2 separate regions of the Bicyclus anynana genome follow, and region 1 is linked to region 2. Evidence: chromatin contacts called from public Hi-C data. All regions are on one chromosome and are shown on one strand. The core of a region is the stretch at or near the end of the contact, and the rest is flanking DNA. Distances in the headings are between cores, read along the strand shown.

Region 1 (5,420 bases), core at 1,645-4,144, 55 kb after region 2:
CCATCTATTCCCGAAGTCAAGCCTGAAGTGAAAGCTGCTCCCGTAGAAGAAAAGCCTGAATCAGAAACTGAGCCTAAAAGTGAACAACTCCCAGAGGCTATAGCAAAAAGTGCAATAGCCCCTGTAGAAATTGCTCCTGAATCACCAGCTCCAGCTAAAGTTGAGGGTGTCTCTGAAGTGAAAAAGGAGGACATCCCTGCCGTCAAGGCAGCTGAACCAGAAGCTCCTGCAAAGCCTGAAGTAGCTGAACCTGAAGCTAAGCCTGAGGTAAAGAGTGTGATCGCTGAAACTAAACCAGTTGTAGAAGGATTAAAATCTGAAGAAGTTCAGGCTAAAGTTGAAGAAGTCAAAAACGAACAACCCATAGCGAAATCTGGCATTCTTGATATTGATGTCGTTAGTGCAGTTAAAAATAATGCAGCAGTCGCCGACGACGTTATAGACGCAGCGGCTATCAACCCTGCCATTGCCACTAAGAGTGCGGACCCAGAGGAGAAGATAGACGAGTCTCCTGCCGCTGAACCCGAAGTTAAAGCCATCCAACCTGAGGAAGTCAAACCAATTGAGCCCAAAGCTGAAGAGAAACCCGCGGAAGTTGCTCCAGTATTAGATGCATCCCCTGCAGCAAAATCAGATGCCGCCTCTGATGCGCGCGTAGTCCGTGACGCTGCGGAAGAGAAACCGGAGGCTGAAGCAAAAGCGGTTGAAGCTAAAACAATTGCCGAGGCGAGCAAAGAAGAAGTTAAGCCCGCCGAAGTGCCAAAACTAGATCCCAAATCTGCCAAACCTGAAGAAGTTCAAATTACAAATGAAAAGGAATCAGAAAAGCCCGAGGAACCAGCTAAGAAGGAGGAGTCAGTTATTGAAAAAGTGAAGCCAGCGGCACCCGCCCAACCCGCAGAGGTTGTTCCATCTAAGCCCGTTGTGCCTAAGGATCAAATTTTAAATGACCAACCAGCCAAAGAAGACAAGAAAGAAAGTTCCGAGGAAAGCGCTGAAAGCGACAAGGACTCATCGGAGGAGAGTGGAGAGTCGAAGAAGCCTTAAGTTAGTTAATGTTAAGTAGTAGGCGGGAGGCGTGGGTCGACTCGCGCCCTCGACGCGCTCCCCCCGCCCCGCAGCGCTGTGAGTGATCTACCGCGACGAGCGGCTCATCTGACTATCCACTAGTTCTAGAGACTAATTTAAAATAGTGGAACATCTACGTTGTAATTATTATTTTCAAAGTAAATTATCGAATTCACGGTACTATAAGTAATAATAAATAGTTTTTATAATATTCTCTTGTCTTATTTCCTTATCCTAAATATAGAAAATGGAGTCAAAATACTCTCCTGTAAGTACCATTAGTATTCACAAATAACTTAATAGTACGAGATCCGGTATAAGAAATTTATACTCTCATCTGTTATTTGCAATAAGAAATAAATAATAGAAAATAAGCTCATTGACACATTGCACATATGCTGCCTAGTTAAATTGCGTTTTAGTTATTAAATAATTAATTTAATTTTTTAATTTATTTAATCTCCCACCCTCATTGGTTAATTTTAAAAATCCTACACTAGTTAATAGGGTATACCGAAAGTAATAGAAAAAGTAAAGGTCGTCTGCTCTCACGCTGCAATTGTGGGGTTGCCAGACATAAACAGATAACTCATGTAATTTGTACCTGTAGTTATTCAGTTGTCTAATATGTCAAATGAAAGCATATTTTATGCTTAAGTCAACTATATTAGGTTGCCTTCGATCTAGTTCATGGTTTCTTAGATTTTGTATGTTTTTCATAGTCTGGCCGCAATTTAATTAGGCAACCTATTTGCAATGTGTCACTGTGAATTCACTAACTTTGACATATGATAGCTGATTTACGAAATTGAGATTCTATGTAACAAATGTCATCCAGTGCCTAATGATATCATCATACAGTAGGTTGATGACATTTCTCAATTGATTTGATGTTTATTTTAATAGGTTGATAATAAAGACTAAAATACTGAACAGGCCAGCTGTTGAGACTTCAGATACAATGTATATTATTAAAGTATTTCCCATTATTTTAGGTTAAAAAAATACGTGTGGCACTCGGGGATTGCCACGGCCAAGCTATTTATTATCAATTTATTTAACAATATAATTTATGTATTTTAAAATTTCCAAGTTAAGTTATTTTACCTTCACTTAATAGCGGGCTCGAACTCTTTGTGGACGCGGCTAAGAATCACACACCAGCAGTAAGCAGTATATTTGCAGACATTCGGTTATTCTTCCCCACTTTCACCCACCACAACTTTTAAAGGGCTCAACCGATTTTCATCAAAGTTACCTTTAATACAAAATAAACTTGAAATCGCTTTATCCGTTCGGTTTTATGGTGCCACAGACAGATATACACGTCAAACTTTTTGCGTCAGGGTAAAACAAGGATCCTACTATTATTATAAACGCGAAAGTTTGTATGGATGTTTGGATGTTTGTTACTCTTTAACGCCGCTACTACTGAAGCGATTTAGCTGAAATTTGGAATGGAAATAGATTTTACTCTGGATTACATAGGCTACTTTATGTCAAGAAAAAATCCATGGTTTCCCGAGATTTGCGAAAACTGATGATTTTGATGATATGAATGTTTGTTACTCTTTCACGCCTCAACTACTGAACCGAATTAGCTGAAATTTGGTATTAAGATATTATGGCCTGGATTAACACATAGGCTACTTTTTATCCCGGAAAAATCCATGGTTCCCGAGGGATTTGTGAGAAACTAAATTCCACGCGGACGAAGTCGCGGGCGTCCGCTAGTAAATAAATAAACGAGAGTAATAAAATGCATGCGACCATACCTCTCCGGTTAGCATTCGACAGGTAAGTACGCCGAGGGACCACCAGTCTGCTGAGTGTCCATACGGGTCGCGCTGCATCACTTCCGGGGCTGGAGACAACAAGGAGCTGTTACACACTAGTACAAACATACTATCACACTAAATGTATGTACATGAGGAATTACTTTTTCCATCCATAAGCAACACCTGTGATAGAGAAATAAGACCGTGAGATACGTGATAGCCCAGTGGATACGACCTCTGCTTCCGATTTCGGATGGTGGTGGGTTCGAATCCGGACCGGGGCATGCACCTCCAACTTTTCAGTTGTGTGCATTTCAAGAAAATTAAATATCACGTGTCTCAAACGGTGAAGGAAACCTGCATACCAGAGAATGTTCTCTGCATGTGTGAAGTCTGCCAATCCGCATTGGGCCAGCGTGGTGGACTATTGGCCTAACCCCAATTCTCTCTCTCTCATTCTGAGAGGAGACTCGAGCTAAGCAGTGAGCCGAATATGGGTTGATAACGACGATTCGAATAAAAATGACCTTATTAAAAATAAAGAAATTTATATGCTAATCTACAGCGAAGTTTGCGTTCCGAGCAACCCAACCCAAAAAGGTTCCCAAAATAGGTGAAAGTACAAAAATGTACATTACATGGTATTTTTTGTTTTTCGTTTGCCAAACATTAACCCGCCGGCCACTCATCAACTCGTATTCGGCTCTCTGCTGAGCTCGAGTCTTCTCTCAGAATGAGAGGGATTAGGCCAATAGTCCGCCACGCTGGCTCAACGCGGATTGGCAGACTTCACACACGTAGAGAATTAAGAAAATTCTCAGGTATGCAGGTTTCCTCGCGATGTTTTTCCTTCACCGACACGTGAAATTTAATTTCTTAATATCCCGGATTCGAGCCTTTGGCCTCCGGAATCAGAGGCAGAAGTCATATCCACAGGGCTGTAACGGAACTTTTGGCGGATATCTTGGAAAAGTTTTATTTTCAAGCTTTTTGAGTAGGTAAGTACGCTCATTATGAGAATTCCTATAATCTATCACAGATATTGCAATCATACACACTTCTTGTGCTCTACGCAACTCTCATTCCCCCATTCACACTAATTAAAAATAATTAATTAATTGATATTAAATTAAAAATTATATTTACTTTGATGGTAGGAATCTGAATGCAGTGTAGCACACGAAGTCTTCTTGGAACACTTGCTTTCGAAAATATCACATCTATACCTTTTTTGATGAATACTGTTTACCAACAAACAAATTAATAATGAGGGTATAAATCACTAGCCATTTCATACCTAATAATAATTATAATTAACTTGTCCTTGTATTAATGAAAATAAATTTGACTAATAAGCTTAGAACAAATTAAATATACCTACCACATATAACCATACATAATTTAAAATAAACAAGTTATTAAATGATATACGTTTTCTACCTTCATTTCTAATTTATTTGTTGTTAAACAGTACTCATCAAGAAAGGCTGTAGTATAGATTATTCAAATAGTAACCGATTTTTGCAAAGAAAAACCAAAAGTTCGTTTTATTTAGCATCCCGTATTGATTGTAGAGTGCAAAGGCGTCATTCCAGGGGGAGGAGGGGGGAGTAAAAGGGCAAGTACATATAAAGAATACTTTGCTTTGCTTATTTTGTATCTATAAAGAGACAGATACCTCTCGCGCTCCCCTTTGTAGATGGACAATTTAAATCTTCTTTATTGCACGATATAATTGAAGGCAATGCAACACGCGGTTGCTCTTTGCAATTGACATGAACAAACATGGCAACAAGACATGAACACTTTGCAGATCATGCAAGGAACAAGTCCTACAAATCCCTGCTCTTTGCAGTCAAGGTGTTAAGGCAACCACATATTTTAGATCCATACACAGCAGTGATGCTTGGCGGCAGTGGTGTACCTAGGCGGTTCTACGCCCCGGGGCCCACAAACTCAGAGAACCTCGAATTTTTACCAGAAAATCGCGATCAATTGATTTGAACTTTCGATAATTTCCCCTATTTTCAAATTTAAATATGACAGGATGCAACCCGACTTAAATCATGGCAACTAAAATAGACCTTTTAATCTTTTATTGCTAAGCAATAACTAACATCAAGTATTCTGATAGATAGAAAAATGTATACTTGATAAAACTTATCCAGTTTAGACAGTAGTTGGGCCCAATTTTTTTATTTACACCAGGTCCCTTGGTTACCTAGCTACGCCACTGCTTGGCAGTAGATGGCGGTAATACTTCCACGGACGAGCTGTCACAGAGCAAGACAGAGCAAGTAAACCTATATAAAAATACTCGTATGCTCTATAACTCTCTAGGTTCTGGCAAACTAAGAAAGCAATTAACCTCAGGGTTCTGTCAAAAGAAGTATTCGCCATTTTTTATCTGAATGCATCACATAATGATATGGTACCTACACGTTGCTCCAATTTAGTTTGATGGGTTTGAATCTGTAACGATAACTGTATGTTATTGATACTAATAAATTAATAACTGGGATCGACGACGTAACATGCTCTCTGACAGGTGTAACACCACCAACTTCCCAATTT
Region 2 (5,799 bases), core at 3,113-5,612:
ATGTTCCATACGGGGTAAGACCGTGGTTGGATATTTATATTATTAAAGTTCATCTATAGATTTATTGTAAACAGATAGAGGCTAAAAGCAGATGGCGCCATTATCATAAAGCTGGTTTCGAAGTATACTATAGTCTGTGACGGTTCATAGCGGAAAAATAAATTTATAGAAAATGCGCAAGACAAAGAATATGTCCCCAATTTGCATGGAGGCTGGGCCTATAATATCATGGCAACATGTTTGTAACTCACACCCTGACAGATTAGATTCGCGTAAAGTAGCGTTCGCGTATAGCGTTCATATATGGCGTTTTAAACTTAGACCATTAATAACTGGACGTGGTTCGCTAACCGTTACCCCTCTGGCAAAGATCAAAAATCTATGATCTAATGCGTTTATAAAAACTGTTGCTACAGAATCGATGTTTCATTGTTGTAATCGTTTTCGTCGTGTAAGGAGCTCCCTAAAAATGCCGGTTTGTGTAGTTAAATGGCATAAAAAACGACCAAAAATTTGTAGTTTAGTAAAAGATGGAGTAACGTTTCATTTGAAAGTATTTAAACCTTAATTTTATCAAATTTTTAATAAAAACAATTTATAAAAAGTATCGATTCTTTTGACGAAACAGCCAAACATCGATCAGTAATCGAATATTCTATGTATTTAATCTGTGGATAGTCTAAGCAATGTCACAGTAAATTGGCAAGCAGTAGTTTGACTTCATACGCGAGCTATACCTCAATTTCAATTTCAACTTACTAGTTAAATAGATTTTATTAATTAGAAATAAGGCTAACTCACTAATATACTAAACTTAAAACAGATACACTAACAATATACTAACACAGAAAAAAAAATTAAAACTGTTACTCTTATTAATTGAAAAACTTGTTTAATGTAATAATGTAAGGAATAATAAAGGCTTTGCAATTGAGAAAAACATAAGGGATTAAAGGGCTAACATAATCTACGGAACCCTACACTGCGCGTGGCCCGACACGCACTTGACCGGTTTTTTAATATTTGGTCACGTAGTGTGGAGGTAATACCTAGATGGCATCACCAAAATAAACATATGAATACGACCTATCCTTCAAGGTCATTGATTAGTATCAGCCTTATTTAAATCTACCAATCAAAAAACAACACGCATTTTATTGATCACTTCCTATTTTACTACAATTTACAAAATATTTTATTTATTTACATAAAAAAAGTATATTTACAATCACAAAACTAAATGGAAATACAAAGTTGGCAAATGTAATTAAAATGATGGAGGCAGGCAGCCCTATCACATGTTTACGTACCGCGCGCTGTAAGTATTTATTTCAAAAATGCGGCCGAGTATACTGCTTGTATATATTTTTACTGTGCACAATGTGTTTGTTAGTGTGTGTAAAAATTACGCGTGTGTGTATTGCGAGTCAAATTTATAGTTGTGTGTAATTTATGGACACAGATTATACTTAATGGTGTTAAATGTTTTCGATGTGTGAGTTTACCTCGTCCCCCTCAAAAAATGACAGACTTTTTTGTTGGTGAATTTGGATGCGAACCGCGTCCAGTTATTAATGGTCTAAGGTTTTAAAAGCAATTTAAGGATATTTTTGTTTAATGCATCTCTGTCTACGATTTAATGTTTCTTTTTAACCACAGACCACAAATGAAGGTTTTTAACTAGAGTTTTAATGACATTTGACAATATTGCATGACATTGACAGCTTACACCGGATATGAATTCAAGGTGTTTTTATTAGCTGTTTTGAACTTTTACTGTATTGTCTATGTTTAATTTGTAGACAAGGGAGCGAAACAAAAAAAAATATTATCTAATTTATTCGGGTGCTGATGCCGGTGAAGTGAAACCATAAAAAAAAACAAACATCACGCATCCTTGACATCTGTTTAGACAAACTTTTTTCTAAGGAAAAAATATCAGCATAGTATGAAAAGTTCCAAAACTAACTCCCCTCACATGGCACAACTGTCCTACCTGAAAATGTAGTGTGTACACACACGCTATAGATTTCAGAATAAGAAAAAGAAAAATTAGTTTAAAGATTAATAGGCATATTAAATAACTAGCGGACGTTCGCGACTTCGTCCACGTGGAATTTAGTTTTTCACAAATCCTTCGGTAATCATAGATTTTTTCGGGATAAAAACTAGCCTATGTGTCAATCCAGAGTAAAATCTATTTCCATTCCTAATTTCAGCCAAATCGCTTCAGTAGTAGCGGCGCTATCTAGTAACAAATATCCAAACATACATCCAAACATCCATACAAATTTTCGCGTTGGAGGGAAATGATTGAGAGAATATTCCAGATAGTCAATATTTCATTTTATTTCAGAACTAAATAACAATTATACAACTAAATTTATACAACAACTAAATATGTGAGGGTCTTTTATTATTATGTAGGTACATAAAATTCTTGTGTATACTCTGCCATAATAGCCCAGTGGATATGATGACCTCTGCCTCCGATTTCGGAGGGTGTGGGTTCGAATCCGGTTCGGGGCATGCACCTCCAACTTTTCAGTTGTGAGCATTTTAAGAAATTAAATATCACGTGTCTCAAACGGTGAAGGCAAAAAATCATGAGGAGACCTGCACTCCAGAGAATTTTCTTAATTCTCGGCTTGTGTGATGTTGCCCCTTTCATTCTGAGAGGAAACTCGAGCTCAGCAGTGAGCCGAATGTGGGTTGATAATGATGATAATGATATACTCTGACTCTCTGTTATTATACTAATAATAATATAGATTAATGTTTTTACATAATATTACTGTCAGTGAGATTCTTAGAATATCTGCATTGGTACAGAAGAGAGTTGATTAAAAACTAAATATTTTAATTACACTATAGATTATAACACCATCGCTTCTTGATCAAATTCTATAAATTCACAGTTATTTTCTTCATTCGAAACGGCAGGCCTCATGGTTTGTATGTGATTTTCTAAAACTCGTTTAGGTGAAAGCTGCAAAAAATAAAAAATAAAAAATTAAGAATTTAGCAGAAAGGTAAGCTCAAGTTAATTAAGTCTCTTAAGTAACCTTTTTCGCTTTTACATGCTCGAAATTAAATCCTAGATAAAATGCGGTTTGTTGTAACTGCCGAAGACTCCGTAGCCGCACTTTAGGTTCCGTTTCTAATAATCTTATCAAAAGCGCTCTCGCTGGTTTTGAAAGTTTAGTAGCACTGTCCGGCAAAGCACCTGGCTTAGGTAGAATAGGGGTCGACTGTTGCATCACGCTGAAAAAAGAAAACGATTTTATTGTCTATGTTCTTAAACAGACTAAGATTTAACTATGTGCCGTTCTAGATTTTAAGACAGGCAGGCGTGTAAAGGCAAGCTTATACTAAATTACACTAAATAAAACGGATTTTTAATTTTACAGTAGATTCGTGCGATCCGTAGGTACGATACGGATCAGTGGACTCCTACCATATAGGTGCAATTTAGGACCTTTACCTTTGCTTAACAGCCTCGTAGGCAACCAGTTCACGTAAGGTATCCATTTTTACCCGACTAAGCCAAAAAGAAGGGTAAGGGATTTTGGCAGTCTATATGTGATGGCAGTCTATGTATGAATGTACATAAATATGGTACAAAAATGGTCATGGTAGCGCCGTGGTCGCATAGAATGTAAACGGTCTACTATGATTGTACCAAGACCTTCATTTTAAACATACATGCTAATTGTATAATGGGTGCAACCTGGTTATTGGCTGGTGGAAGTAGTTACCACCCTACCGACAAAGACGTACCGCCAAGCAATTTAGCGTTCCGGTACGATGTCGTGTAGAAACCGAAAAGGAGTGTGGATTTTCAACTTCCTCCTAACAAGATAGCCCGCTTCCATCTTACACTGCATCATCACTTACCATCAGGTGAGATTGTAGTCAAGGGCTAAGGGCAAGCCACGGCTCTACCATGACCATTTTTATACCTATATATTTCTCTATTGCGACCTGAAATATTTTCTTGTTTCGGTCTTTATGACGTAGTAGGGCTATAGTTTTAACAGAAAGGGTCCATTGAAAACTGAGTCCACATAAAGGACACAATACAAATATCAATAAATGCTTGCCAACCGTCATTTTTGTGGTAGGTAGGCTCTATGCCTGTAGGCCTAAGATGCGCACCACGACATATCTTAAGAAATGAGAAAGACAAATTTCAACCAATGGCGGCGCAACCGGAAGTAACGCTCTTTCTTTCGTCATGGGGACAACACAACAGCTGTTGGTCGACATTTGTCTTTTTCTCTTCACGGAATACGTCGTGGGGCGCATGCCAGGCCTACTGATAATGATGAAGATTTACCTGTCGTTTGTGTCACTTCTGTCAGTGAGGCTTGCTGACGTAAGACGCTCTTCGTCGCGTATTGCTGACATACGCACCGCAGGCGTCGGAAACTGTAAATCAATGTATGTATTTATATGTATGTATATAAATAAAATTGAAGTGTCTGTATATGATTTCAAAATCCGAGCAACTATGTTTTCTCAAATGCCTAAACACCATATTAAAACACAATCATTTTGAATTATTTTCTGTCAGTTTTCCCGGGCTAACCTCTGTAACAGCAGAACCGTTGGTGGGTCTTTCACTGATAAACATATGATACTAGTGGACGCCTGCAACTTTGTCCACGTGGAAATCAATGTAAACTTTCAACCCCTATTTCTCCACTTTAGGGGTTGAATTTTAAAAATTAATGAATCACATTATATTTCATACTTTTTTATGATGTAAGAACAAATTTTTAAAACTGTAACTCTAAAAATGAAGGACTTTCTATACGAACTTTCAACCCCTATTTCACCCCTTTTTATTTTAGAGTAAAAAAGTACTCTATGTTTTGCTTCATGGTCCCATTTACCATTATACCAAAATTCATCTTCATCGGTTCAGCCGTTTAGCCGTGAAAAGATAACAGACAGACAGACATACAGACTTACTTTAGCATTTATATTATTAGTATAGATTATTGAGCAACATATAGGCTACTTTTTAACCCGGAAAAATCCATGTATCCCGTGGGATTTGTAAAAAACTGAATTTTTCGCGGTCAATGTCGCGGGCGTGCGCTAGTGTAAAATATGCGTATTGAGTATTTTCCTTGCTGAAATTGATCATGAGGTCTTGACTTCGAGTCAAGGGTCAGGTTATGTAATGTCTGTAAAAGCTGACTACTGGTGCAGGGCTGGCCCTAGTAAGATGACAAAAAATATAATTATATAAAGGAGGATGGCGAAAGTGGGAGTCACACTCAGAAGTGTCGTACACTCATACATTTGTATTAATTAAAACTATTATCTTATAAGATCCTTGAAAAAAAATATTGAGATTTTACAGAACGGGAATCAAGATTACTTAGCATAGCATAATTAAATTGTTCTACTTGTTGCCTGAGATCGAAACGCCTTGAGGTATTTATAAAGCAATCACGCAGTTGTATGTCAGCGGCGGTGTTTTTCAGTATAAAATTCACATTTATTCGTATGCATATACTATATAGCAGGGGTGGCCAACAGGTCGATCGCGATCGACCGGTCGCTCGCGACTGTTAGTCCAGTAGATCGTGGCAAGGCAAAAAATATAAATACGTAGACCAGACTGCGCAACGTAATCGGCAACTGCTTCACGCATCATCTTGTATAATTTTTATAAAAAATATAATATATAATTTAAGATAGTTGACATAGAAAAGAAAAAATTTGAAGAATTTGTAAATATCAAAGATGATATTTTGAAAAAACGTCTACCTACAACTTCATTTA

The links. A called contact is a pair of places that touch in the nucleus more often than the background predicts.
Region 1: a Hi-C map of whole larva shows a contact between it and region 2, with 3 times the contacts expected there. The contact joins two enhancer-like sites. A contact is called at or near these places in 2 of 2 Hi-C or Micro-C datasets (whole body and whole larva).

What each region holds. Positions count from the first base shown.
Region 1 is chr14:4,872,622-4,878,041 of ilBicAnyn1.1, forward strand. LOC112049246 (serine/threonine-protein kinase S6KL) reads right to left here. Exons shown (of 10, transcript XM_052885508.1): 7 at 2,844-2,932. It overlaps LOC112049245 (fibrous sheath CABYR-binding protein), which reads left to right. Exons shown (of 2, transcript XM_024087053.2): 2 at 1-1,279. The coding sequence ends at 1,047. Among protein-coding and RNA genes, the nearest start is that of LOC112049247, 16 kb to the right of the region's middle. Within about 2 kb of position 2,895, at least 6 of the 8 cell types and tissues checked have open chromatin away from gene starts, as enhancers often do.
Region 2 is chr14:4,816,094-4,821,892 of ilBicAnyn1.1, forward strand. LOC112049246 (serine/threonine-protein kinase S6KL) reads right to left here. Exons shown (of 10, transcript XM_052885508.1): 8 at 4,340-4,431; 9 at 3,066-3,264; 10 at 2,325-2,989. The coding sequence ends at 2,876. Among protein-coding and RNA genes, the nearest start is that of LOC112056517, 3.0 kb to the left of the region's middle. Within about 2 kb of position 4,363, at least 8 of the 8 cell types and tissues checked have open chromatin away from gene starts, as enhancers often do.